Regions from separate parts of the Mus musculus genome. Here region 2 is linked to region 1. A link is a contact called in public Hi-C data. All regions are on one chromosome and are shown on one strand. Each heading gives the region's core, a stretch centred on a gene start, on an enhancer-like site or on the middle of the called end of the contact. The rest is flanking DNA. Distances are from core to core; before and after follow the strand shown.

Region 1 (5,917 bases), core at 402-2,901:
GCTCGCCAATAGGTGGGGCCAGGAGCCTGGCGACCCGCGGGGCCTCGGGGCGCCCGGACTCAGCTCGCCCGGGAGCAGCTCTGGAGATGGCTGTCAGAGGCCACCGTGTCTGTGCCGGGCACCGGAGCGGCCTGCGCCGGCATTGGCGTCTCCCACGCCCCGGACTGGGAGCGAGTGCCCCGCCATCCTCTCCAGCCTCCGAGTCGCGGGAACCGCAGAGGACGGCGAGCTTGGGAGTCCGCATCGATCGCCGCAGCGGACTCGGCCGCTCAGGATGCAAAACCACCTGTTCGAGCCGCGGGGAGCGCCCCCGGCCCCAGCCCGCATCTCTCCCCCGCGGATGCCACTGCCAGCCTTACCCCCTATGATTTTTTTTTAATGGCTCAAATGTACATCCGGGAAAAATCGAGAAGATAGAGTCAATCAAACTTCCTTCTCCCCACACCCGGAGTCCCCACACTCCCCACACTCCTGCGCGGAGGCAGGCGTGAGCCTCTAGTGCCCGGCCCGCACTCCACACACGGCCTCACTCCGCGCCGCGAGGCTCAGTCACTGCTTAGGGAAAGCTGAGCCCGTGAGAGCGCGGGCACCGAGGGGAGCGAACCTAGGCCACTCTGGCAGCAGCCGGAGGCTCGAGGGGGTGGGGAAGCAGAGATCACAGCCAAGGAAACGTTAGGGAAAGTCGCCACAAGCCACAGAAGCCCTGTCTTACCGATGTGGATGATAGAATCAGCGGTCGCCAGGTCCCAGGTTCGAGACCAACAGAAGGACAGAAACAAGAGCAAGGGGAAAACTTCCATCCTCCGATGCCGATCCTCCTTGACCACGACTTTGCTTCCAAGACGTAGATATTCTCTTAAGCGGTCCACAGAGTTTGAGGTCAGGATAGAGTTGAGTGCAGCTTTCCCCCTAATTTCCAAATCCCTCTTTACAGCACAATCTTTTCTGGTCACAGAAGAGGCACGGGCGACCCGAGAGCTAGCACAGCCAGAGGCAGCCTCCTCCCAAGCCCTGTCACTCGGAGGGGAATTTTGGCATTGCCAGAGTTGTTTGCAGTTGGGCTTTTTAAAAAATGTATCCAGCCTTGGCTGCTCTCGGACGGGGGGCGAGGCTGGCGCTCAGACGGTGGCCGTGGCCGCACGGGGGCCGCGGTGGCGGGTCCCAGCTCCGCCGCAACTTGGGCACCCCCGCGCCGGATGTGCCCGCGCCCTCCCCCGCCGCCGAGCCCCTCCACCCGGGGCCGTGCGCGGTCGTGGCGCCTCGCGGCCAGCTCTCAGTGCCACCAGCGAGGATGAAGATGCGATCGGAGTCGCCAGATTCCAGCGGGGAGGGGGAGGTCCGCTTCGGGAGGGGTGGCAAAAGTGAACTTGAAGGTAATGCAGCTAGTAATGCAGAGAATACTCCCCTTCGGCGCGAGACGGGCCCCGGAGCTGGCGCGGCGGGCGCGGTGGCGGGGGAGTCCGGCGGGAGCGAGCAGCGGGCCAGGCCGGCGCGCGGAGCCGCGGCTGCAGGATGCTCCCGAGCCGCTCGCCTGGCGGGATGCGGGAAGCCAACAGCAGCCTGGCAAGCTCCGCTGCAGCCCCACGTTGCCTAGAAATGGATCACCTAGGAGAAGCGAGTCCGCAAGAGAGCGGTGCTGTCAGGCGGAGAGGGGAACCGAGAGAGGAAGAGCTTCTAATAACCACCTCCTCCCCCTATCTGCAATACAAGGGAGAAACAAAACCGCGCTCTCAATTCCCTGGGAATCTTCACCCGGACTGAGAAAGGCAGGACTCAAAGAGAAGGCAGTGAAGTCCCCCACCTGCCTTGACGGTTTTTTTTTTTTTTTTGGATGTTTTTGTTTTTCCCCGTAGGTTATAAAAACAACCTAAAAAGCCACCCCACTTATTTAACCTTGCTATCCCCCAACAGGTACCGGACTTTTTTCTAGGCGTCGTCTGGAATTAGTCACATTGGCTAAGAACAAATTAGGGACACCTAGTCACTTAGGGAAAAGAAGACCTAGAAAGCTTTTAATGAGATTTCAATTATAAAGTTATAAAAAGCGGAGAACGTGCTAATTACCTTTAAACAGTGGGTTGCTCCCCCCCCCCCCCTTTCGGTCTCTGGTGTTTTTAAGGCAATCAAAATGCAGAAAGAATTTTGATATACTGTTAGAAAACAGACAGTCTTGACATTCAAATATATATCTAAAAATGTTAAGGACAATAAAACAAAACAAACAAAACAGCCTCAGTCGTCAAAATCCTGCATTAAGTTAATCACCTGTGCAGTTAAGTAGCCACAGGGAAGCTACTTGCTGTTCTTGGGGAGCCTGCAGATGCACTGTAAGGTAAGGTCCCGGCCTTAAAAGAAGGGATTTTGTGCAAGCTTTACCCCTGCTCTTGGTGACTTCTAATGACTAGTTTATATCCTTCCATCTTATTGCAGAAGGGGGTTCTGTTAACTCAATCAAGTGTGTAACTGAGGTCAGCTATTAACAGCTCTGATACTGTTTCAATTACAAACGTAGTCCACTGGCTGGGAAACTTGTTACCTGGGGGATGGATATCAGAACCCAAGTTCATTGTGAATCTGGCTAAGATCTTTTGTTCCTGTTTCCTCACTGACCCCTTTTCTACTATCTTGATGATTTGACTTAGTTGCCTATTCTCGCGTCTGAAATATCCTAACTTTCCTTCATTTTGTAAATTCCATCCCTGGACGTTCGAGAAAATGTTTTGTTCTTTTGCTGCTCACATCAACAGTATCTCATGGATTACAATAAAGTCATTCAAGTCCCTCAGCACCTCAAGAGCAGAAACCTGTCACTCATGAAACACTGCCCGACCCTTGAGTATGAAATAATCCCACCCATCTCCTAGGCTCTCAATGCAGTCTTCCATGGAGTCTAAAAGAAACACTACTTTAAAATGAGCTCACCAATGTCTTCACTGATGGTTGGGACTTATACACATGTTTTGGATAACATTGATTTGCACAGAGCCCCAGTTGTTGAATTTCAATTCTTCTGAATCTAGAACAAACCAGTACTTCCAGGAAGCCATCACTGACTGCACTTCCCAATCACTTTTCATCATCTGTTCATTTCCCCACCATGAATTCAATACGGATGATCTTCATGTTATTATTGATGTCATCTACTATTCAGAGTATTTTGATGCACTTCCATAAATGTTGATACAGATGATGAATTTTTAAAAACGGGTGTATGTCCACACAGGACTATGGTTCATTTTAAAAGCTAGTGACTCACTGTGTGTTCTATCAGGAGAAATTGGGAAGTCATCATTTAAGATGGACACAGCAATATCATATCTTAGAAGAAGATTGATAGCTGAAACCTTCGAACAAAATTGTGTCATCCCATCCTAACCTTATTCAGTGCTGTTCTTAGAGATAACTAGTAACTAAATATATTTGTGGTCATATAATCTACTAGAAACTTCTTTTAATGTACCGTAAACAAAATATTGCATTTGTTCCAAAATCCTCCATTTAGTAGTTTCCTATCATAAACACACTATAGAATAATCAGGTGCCTTTATGTACCTTCTGTTTCTGTGACAAAACATTGACTAAACCAAACCAACTTGAACAGAAAAAGCAGGTTTATTTGGCTTATAATTCCATGTCTTTAACTCTCTGTCATTGAGGAAAGCCAGGACAGTAAGTCAATCAACAACCTGGAGGCAATAGAATAATGCTGCTTACTGGCTTCCTACTCACAGATTTCTGGGTCTGCTCTCTTAATCAACCCAGAGCTACCCACTTGCCTAAAGTGGCAAGCTAGACAGAGGGTTGAACCCTTACATGTCAGCTATAAATTAAGAAAATGCTATATTGGCATGCTCAACAGACCAATCTGGAGGCACTTTCTCAATTGAGATTCTCTCTTCCCAGGTGACTCTAGTTTGTGTCAAAGAAACAAGAACTAAACAAGAACACCTGTGCTTCTTTGCAAAGGGCTTGTGTAAGTATAATTAAGTCAAAAACTCCAAAGCTTAGCATTTATAACCAACCCACTTCTGTAAGTGCCCCTAAGAGGTAGTCATAGTTCAGAACCACTATTCTAATACTTGGGCATCTAAAGAAATTTGGGTGACACATCCTGAAACACGCCAAGATATAATGATCAACCCCTGTCAATTAAAACAGGTACTCAAACATGGGTTGAAGCTTTCCAAGCAAGAAAAGCAAGAAACGTAGTAACACCATCAGCCTACTGGTTTCAATTTAGGAACAGCAGCCTTTTCTGTGTCCAAGTAATTCCTATGCACACTGAGCCCTAATTAATTGGCTTTGTATTAATATCAATTCATACACTATAATATGAATGTACAGCTATTTTTTAGAAAACTGGATATGATAGTTACCTAGAAATAAAGATTTACCATGTACAAAATGGATGTTGAATACCAAGTGTAAAAATCGCATATTTACTGACTATTAATTAATTATTGATCTACAGTGAATTAAACTTTGTATACATTAGATACATGCTAATAAATGTCTCAACCACACAGCTATGTCTTTAGCTTATTCTTTTTCTTATTCTTTGTTTTGAGATATTGTCAAAAATGTGTCTAGATTGGTTTTGAACCTATGTTCCTTCAGTCACAGCCACCTAAGTAGCTAGTATTCCAGAACTATACAAGCAAGCTAAACTTGGTCATGTTTTTTAAGTAGACTGTGCCCTCCCTGTTACTTAGCTTCTTTGGGTCTGTGGATTATAGCATGGTTGTCCTGTATTTTATGACTAATATCCATTTATGAGTGAGTACATAGCATGTGTGTCTTAGACTTTGCAGAGATGGTTTCTCCTTCATAAATGCTGCTTCATTTGAATCAATCATCACATATGGGAATGAAATATGCACTTTGGCCCCTGTCCTCTGCCTCAGTTCTTACGAAGACAGCCTTCTTCCCCTAAAATTTTATAACAGGCACTTAACTTTGGAGGAATACATAAATGTGAATGATAATTAATAATTCATGGATTTTTCCCAGCTGGGACTGTGTCTTCCTGGAAGAATCACTGTGATATCAACATGAGTGACTTAGAGAAGTTGTAGGAAACTTCATGTGATTTTCATGATCTAAAGTGTAATTAGTAAAAATTTTTTTAACGGAAAGCAGAATTTTAGGGAAGTATTCACTTGTGTTGCTGGGTTAAGGCACATTAGTACTCCTTCAAACACATGTTGTGCAGAAGGAAAGCAAGACCATGTGAATGTGTGTAGAAGGTCGTGCTTTGATTTTCAGGGGACAGACATCAAAGAACCCCAGCGTCTACATTGGTAAAGTCAGCTTCTTTCTGTCATTCAACACGGAATTCACTCATTTTCATCAAATTTTAAAAGCTTTGGCTATATAGCAATATACAAAGGGTTTTGTTTTAACATAAAAATCAATGCATTCATAAGTGTTTATTTTAAACTTGAGGCAAGGTTGGCTTTCCAAATAACACAAATGAATGTATTTGGATAATTATTTGTAGTCATAAATGATACAATATATGTATCATGATATAAATGATATCATTAGCAATATAAATGTGGGTAACTACCTATAGGAGTCTAAATAAATTGCACCCTTACCAGATGTGTATGAAGAAGGAAAAGAATACAATGTCCAAACAATGAGTAGTTTGATGAACAGAATTAAAGTTATGTATAGATGTACATTGGAGGGATGGGAAAGTATGAATCTTCTTTGAGAGTGGATCCCAAAGGAAATGATTTTTTTTTTCTTAACAGATCATGGAAATTCAGTGTTAATGGAATTTCAGAACCTGATTCATTCAGTTTCCTTTTTTTTTCTTTCTAAATGAGGATTAAATCAATTTCAGAATTTTTACTGATATTAGTTAGAAAACTGTAAACTTAGAAAACACAATTTGACTTTTTATATTCAT
Region 2 (5,949 bases), core at 879-3,378, 820 kb before region 1:
GACAGTGTCCCAACAGTACTTTGTGGGTTTCGTTTCACATTTCAGAGAATCTTTAATCATCTGGGATTGTTACACATCATTTTATGTGCAAATTTATAGAAGAGGCACACTAGTAGATGTGGGAATTTCTTTGACGGGGCATTGAAGACACTTATGGATGCTTTAAGACTGAAGTAATTTTTATAAGGAAATATCCGGGTGGACTGTTACTATCACCTAACACAGGTAACTAACTGTTGGAGAAACTAGGTTAGACTGGAAGAAATCTACTATGAATGAAGTGTGAGATCTGAAGCTAAAAGTAGCCCGTGAATTTTTGTCAGGAAGAGAGTGCAAGGATTCAATAGAAAAATGAAAAGACACATGAAAGTCGATCTGGTCATACTTGATAACCAACAGAAATCTTTCAACAGAATTCTCAAAATGACATGAATGATGTGCCCTGCTCAGCCTCTCTTGAACTACTCTTCACCCCTGCTTCCCACCTGTCCTGGACCACTCTTCACTCCTGCTTCCCACCTGTCCTGGACCACTTTTCACACCTGCCTCCCAGGCTGTCCATACACTAGCTTCCTAGCTTCCTCCACCTTTATCTACACTTGGACCCTCCCTTTGCTTTGTGAGCAATCACCTGACAGAATCCTTCCCTGTGCTTGCTTGTTTGCTTGCTTTGTTTTCTTTCTTCCTTCCTTTCTTTCTTCCTTTCTTTCTTTCTTTCTTTCTTTCTTTCTTTCTTTCTTTCTTTCTTTCTTCCTTCCTTCCTTCCTTCCTTCCTTCCTTCCTTCCTTTCTTTCTTTCTTTCCTTCTTTCTTTCTTTCTTTCTTTCTTTCTTTCTTTTCTCTCCAAATTGCTAACTTTGTCATGTTCTGTTCAAAGGTTACACAGTAGGAGAATACTTCTGATAATCCTTCTTTGTGCTTGATGACCTAGGCAGTCCTTTAAAGGGTAATTTATTTCATGAAAGTTTCATAGAGGAATGTACTAAATACCTGTTTCCACTAATGCTTCCACTCTCTTTTATCCTCTTCCTACCCTGACCACCCATCCCCTTACTGTTACCAATTGCCTATCCATTTCATGTATTTTGCTTCTTCTTTTATCCACTGCGTTTAAACAGGACCACTTTCCAGTACATTGGATGGAGGTATCTATTCAAGCAGAAGTAGCTGTGTCACTCCTCAAAGACAATGACTTCTCCTCCCCAAAAGGTCTTGACAGCCATCTTTTCTGTGGCTCCAAGAACACTCAGTTCATCCCTCCACTGAAAAACCATTGTACTGTTAAGGCTTTTAAAAGTTTTGAATGAAGATGCATGCTGCATGTCCTTGCTTTTATTATTATTATTATTATTATTATTATTATTATTATTTTATGTGTTCTGTCTTCTTCCTACTTTTTCTAATCCTCTCTTGACTCACCAAATAGTCTGGAACATACTTGGCTTACACAATTGCCAAAAGAAGTCAAAGAGTGGGACAAGTGGAGAGAAGAACGTCAAGTTGAAAGGTGATTTGAATTACGACAGAAAATTAAGACATAAGGAATTTGGACATTGTTGTTGTTGTTGTTTTGTTTTTTGTTTTTTTTTCCATACCTGACAGTACAGTCTTTTTCTTCATACCTAAGAGCTGTTTTCTGAGCACCCGTGCTCGCTGTAACAGCAAGTGCTTTTTGAGCCTGACATATGAGAGATGTTTCCAATGCCTGCCTGCTTCCCTCCGTTTGTCCACATTGCAAACAGCGTGGTCAGAAAGCAATGCTGACTTATTCTGAGCTGTCAATTCTACTCTGTTACTTCTTCCTCAAGCAGGTTCTCATTCTCCTTTGAGGTTCACATTTGCTCATCTCCCTTTCAACAGCATCTAGTGACCTTATGATCACTGCCTTCATGAGGTCTTTGACTCCTCCCTCACAGTGATGCCAAGCCATCTGTCTCAGGATGTAAAGAGTTGGTTTCAAGTTTTATGCACACTTTCAACCCTTACACACGAATGACTGAAAATCTGAACACAATCCTGTGTCTTACAATCTTGCATGCCAGCATCCGATCTCCCATAACTGATCCATGTTCCTGCTATCACACCTGTTCTCTGACACCAGCAAACCTCCAGAAACCATCTGTCACTTTCCCTGAAATACTCTCTGTCCTTCTGCTGATCACTGCTGGGTACAGTTTCTAGGTTGCCTGCCACACTAGACCTCTTCCTTTGTATGTCTCCTGTTTCTCCTTTCCATAAAAAGTTTAGTAACTAGAACCGACACATTAATGCAGATGTGAGCTGACTAGGAGATTGGAGTGGGAGACCGTCTCTCTCTTGATCTTGGCAAAGTGCTTTTGACACAGAGTCCAAGACTGTATTAAAGTGGTTCACAGCAGATTTGACTTGCACTGTGATCATATTGAATTTGCCTTCAAAGTAACGTTTTTGAGCAGCTGTCAGGCCAAGGCTCTTCCACCTAGATTTTACGTAATTGACTGTGGAATTACTTGATTTCTGTGGAATTTCAACCTTAAGGATTATTACAAGTCAATACTAACAGTTCTGACCTTGATTGTGTAATGCTACATAATCTTTTCCCTCATAGGTTCATGTCCTTTACAATTTTGATCAAGTGGAGATTGACACATGAAGAATTAAATTGGAGGACAGAGGATATTTATCTAGGCACGGTGGAAGATTCTGGCTCTGTACTTCTCAAACTGACCTTAAAAGAGTAGCTGGTGGCAAGCAGTACACATCAGAATGTATTCGGTGCCACAGAATAAAGTTAAAGTGTATTCTAGGTGTAGCAAATCCTTAGAGATTTGATTGACATTTATAGGTGATTCAGTTTTACTCAATGACTTAGAGAAAAAGAGTTTGGTTTACAAATTATTTGAAATAATTTAGTTTTATAAAAATATCTAATGTTATAATTTTAAAGTAAATATATAATAACATTTTTAGTATTTGAACACTTTCCTATTGACAGAATGTATTGACATTTATCCTTCGGATTGAGAATGTCTGAGTGGTATCTACCTTGCTGGACTTTTCAATGTCTTTCTGTAGGAGTTCTGAAAAAAATTGCCAAATATTATATAAACTCAGTTTGTAATGCATAACACTGTTAGTCCTCCAAAAATAGTAAACAGATTAAAAAAAACTATTTGAAAATAGTTTAGTTTGTCTTTGCTTGTTATTAAAAAAAAAGCTCTGTTTTCTTATATGAAGTAATCAAAAACTTACTAACATATTTTACAACTTATACAAATATGTGTAGTATTGCACACTACTATCATTTATTATACTAATCTTAAAAGAACTGCTCCCTTTTGTCTTGAAGATTGTAATAGTAAATCAATCTCTGGGGCTTTGATTCTGCCTCCCACATTTTCCATTTTTCTTTCTAAATTCCATGAGTGGCATTCTGATCATATCTGCTAGTTCACTGATTGCTCTGGGCAATTACTTAGCAAGCCTAGTTTAAGCATGGATGTATAACCTTCAAATCTTCAAAGCAAGACTGGGTATGGTTGTATAAGCCTTTAATCCCAAGACTTGGGAGACAAAGGCAGTGGATCTCTGTGTGGTCAAGGAAAGTTTAGTCCATAGAGTGAGTTCCAGGATAGCCAGGGCTACATAGAAAAAAAAAAACCTGTGTCAAAAAATAATAAATAATAATAACAAACTTCAAACCCTTGTGTTTTCTAATCCACTGATTTACATTCTGTAATGAGTTTTGTTTGTACAAGGCCAGCTTTGTCCCTCTAAATTGCATTCATGGTCTTAACCCTCCTAACAACCTAACACTGGAAAGACAGGTTTTCTTGGAAAAACTGGGGAGCCTTCGCTTTTCTCTCCATTGTACCCAAGCTAACAAAGCTTCAGCATGCAGGAAAGGCTGCTTCCCCAAACTCCAGTGCTCACCCTGTCACTGTTACTTATGATACAACTTCAGCTAATCCAGGGTTATTTGCTTTTTGATATCCAATTTAAGATTTATGAAATTTGTCTTCAATGGTCTCCAAACCTTTTCCCCCTTTCTTAATGCATTTAAAAGGCAATGGCTAGGAGCACACTGGCAGGTCTGTAGTTCCTCATCCCTCAGCACATAAGTCCACTCTATGTTAGAATTCAATTTCTAGCCTTGGTGCACACCTGAGCCCTATTTGCATACTTGCATTCATAAGCATTGCTTTCAGCTGGGCACTCCAGAATGCTGAGATAAAAATCTATTTGTGGTCCCCCTCATCACCTGCTTTGCCTCACAGACCTGAGCTGAGTGGGCTTCTTTTCCTAAAGAGCTTTCTACTCCTGAACTGCCAGGCAGTGAGAACCCAGTGAGAATTTATTGCAGAGATTTAGCTGCTTTCTCTAACTAGAGTGAAATAAAGCTTTAAACCTGGGAAGGGCTGAGTACCAAGATCTCTGCTTGTAGTGGAATACTTTAAATTCAAGAGCTCTGAACACATTCTCTCAATTATGTAAATCTTTCCATATAAAAAGTTTGTCACTTCTCATTTTCATATAGTAAATATTTAGTATAATTCTATCAGACATAAGAGGTAAGCTAATATGAAACAAACAATTTTCCCCCAAAATAACCTCTTTTTGATCTCTTTTATTTGTAGATTTGAGGACAAAAGGTGGGGTTGTGTGTCTGCAGGACCCCCTTCCTTCCCCTGAGTGTGGGTGGGGACACAGAGAGAAAGTGCTTGTTGTGTGGTTATTCAAAACAACGGTTACATTGTTAAGCAAATGGATTTTGATGCTCTCTGTTTTCCACAAATGTCAGTCATTGGTGTTCCTAAGTGTTGTTTATATTTCCTGATACTTCTTTTGATGCAAACAGATTTTTTTTCCATTTTTTATTAGGTATTTAGCTCATTTACATTTCCATGTTGTACAAGCCTGCACTCCCACCAACAATGGAGGAGTGTTCCTCTTTCTCCACATCCACGCCAGCATCTGCTGTCACCTGAATTTTTGATCTTAGCCATTCTGACTGGTGTGAGGTGGAATCTCAGGGTTGTTTTGATTTGCATTTCCCTGATGATTAAGGATGTTGAACATTTTTTCAGGTGCTTCTCTGCCATTCGGTATTCCTCAGGTGAGAATTCTTTGTTCAGTTCTGAGCCCCATTTTTTAATGGGGTTATTTGATTTTCTGAAGTCCACCTTCTTGAGTTCTTTATATATGTTGGATATTAGTCCCCTATCTGATTTAGGATAGGTAAAGATCCTTTCCCAATCTGTTGGTGGTCTTTTTGTCTTATTGACGGTGTCTTTTGCCTTGCAGAAACTTTGGAGTTTCATTAGGTCCCATTTGTCAATTCTCGATCTTACAGCACAAGCCATTGCTGATCTGTTCAGGAATTTTTCCCCTGTGCCCATATCTTCAAGGCTTTTCCCCACTTTCTCCTCTATAAGTTTCAGTGTCTCTGGTTTTATGTGAAGTTCCTTGATCCACTTAGATTTGACCTTAGTACAAGGAGATAAGTATGGATCGATTCGCATTCTTCTACATGATAACAACCAGTTGTGCCAGCACCAATTGTTGAAAATGCTGTCTTTCTTCCACTGGATGGTTTTAGCTCCCTTGTCGAAGATCAAGTGTCCATAGGTGTGTGGGTTCATTTCTGGGTTTTCAATTCTATTCCATTGGTCTACTTGTCTGTCTCTATACCAGTACCATGCAGTTTTTATCACAATTGCTCTGTAGTAAAGCTTTAGGTCTGGCATGGTGATTCCGCCAGAAGTTCTTTTATCCTTGAGAAGACTTTTTGCTATCCTAGGTTTTTTGTTATTCCAGACAAATTTGCAAATTGCTCCTTCCAATTCGTTGAAGAATTGAGTTGGAATTTTGATGGGGATTGCATTGAATCTGTAGATTGCTGTTGGCAAGATAGCCATTTTTACAATGTTGATCCTGCCTATCCATGAGCATGGGAGATCTTTCCATCTTC

Evidence for each region. A called contact is a pair of places that touch in the nucleus more often than the background predicts.
Region 2: a contact with region 1 is called in a Hi-C map of cerebellar granule neurons, with 2.4 times the contacts expected there. The contact joins the enhancer-like site here to the promoter of Grid2 in region 1. A contact is called at or near these places in 2 of 39 promoter capture datasets (cranial neural crest and hippocampal neurons) and 1 of 484 Hi-C or Micro-C datasets (cerebellar granule neurons).

The regions. Positions count from the first base shown.
Region 1 is chr6:63,251,740-63,257,656 of GRCm38.p6, reverse strand. Grid2 (glutamate receptor, ionotropic, delta 2) reads right to left here and starts at 1,651. Exons shown (of 16, transcript NM_008167.3): 1 at 713-1,651. The coding sequence starts at 800.
Region 2 is chr6:64,069,695-64,075,643 of GRCm38.p6, reverse strand. The region is part of intron 6 of Grid2 (glutamate receptor, ionotropic, delta 2); the gene reads right to left. Among named protein-coding and RNA genes, the nearest start is that of Gm25205, 340 kb to the left of the region's middle. Within about 2 kb of position 2,128, at least 2 of the 459 cell types and tissues checked have an H3K27ac peak or open chromatin away from gene starts, as enhancers often do. A contact at or near this core is called in cerebellar granule neurons, where this site is marked.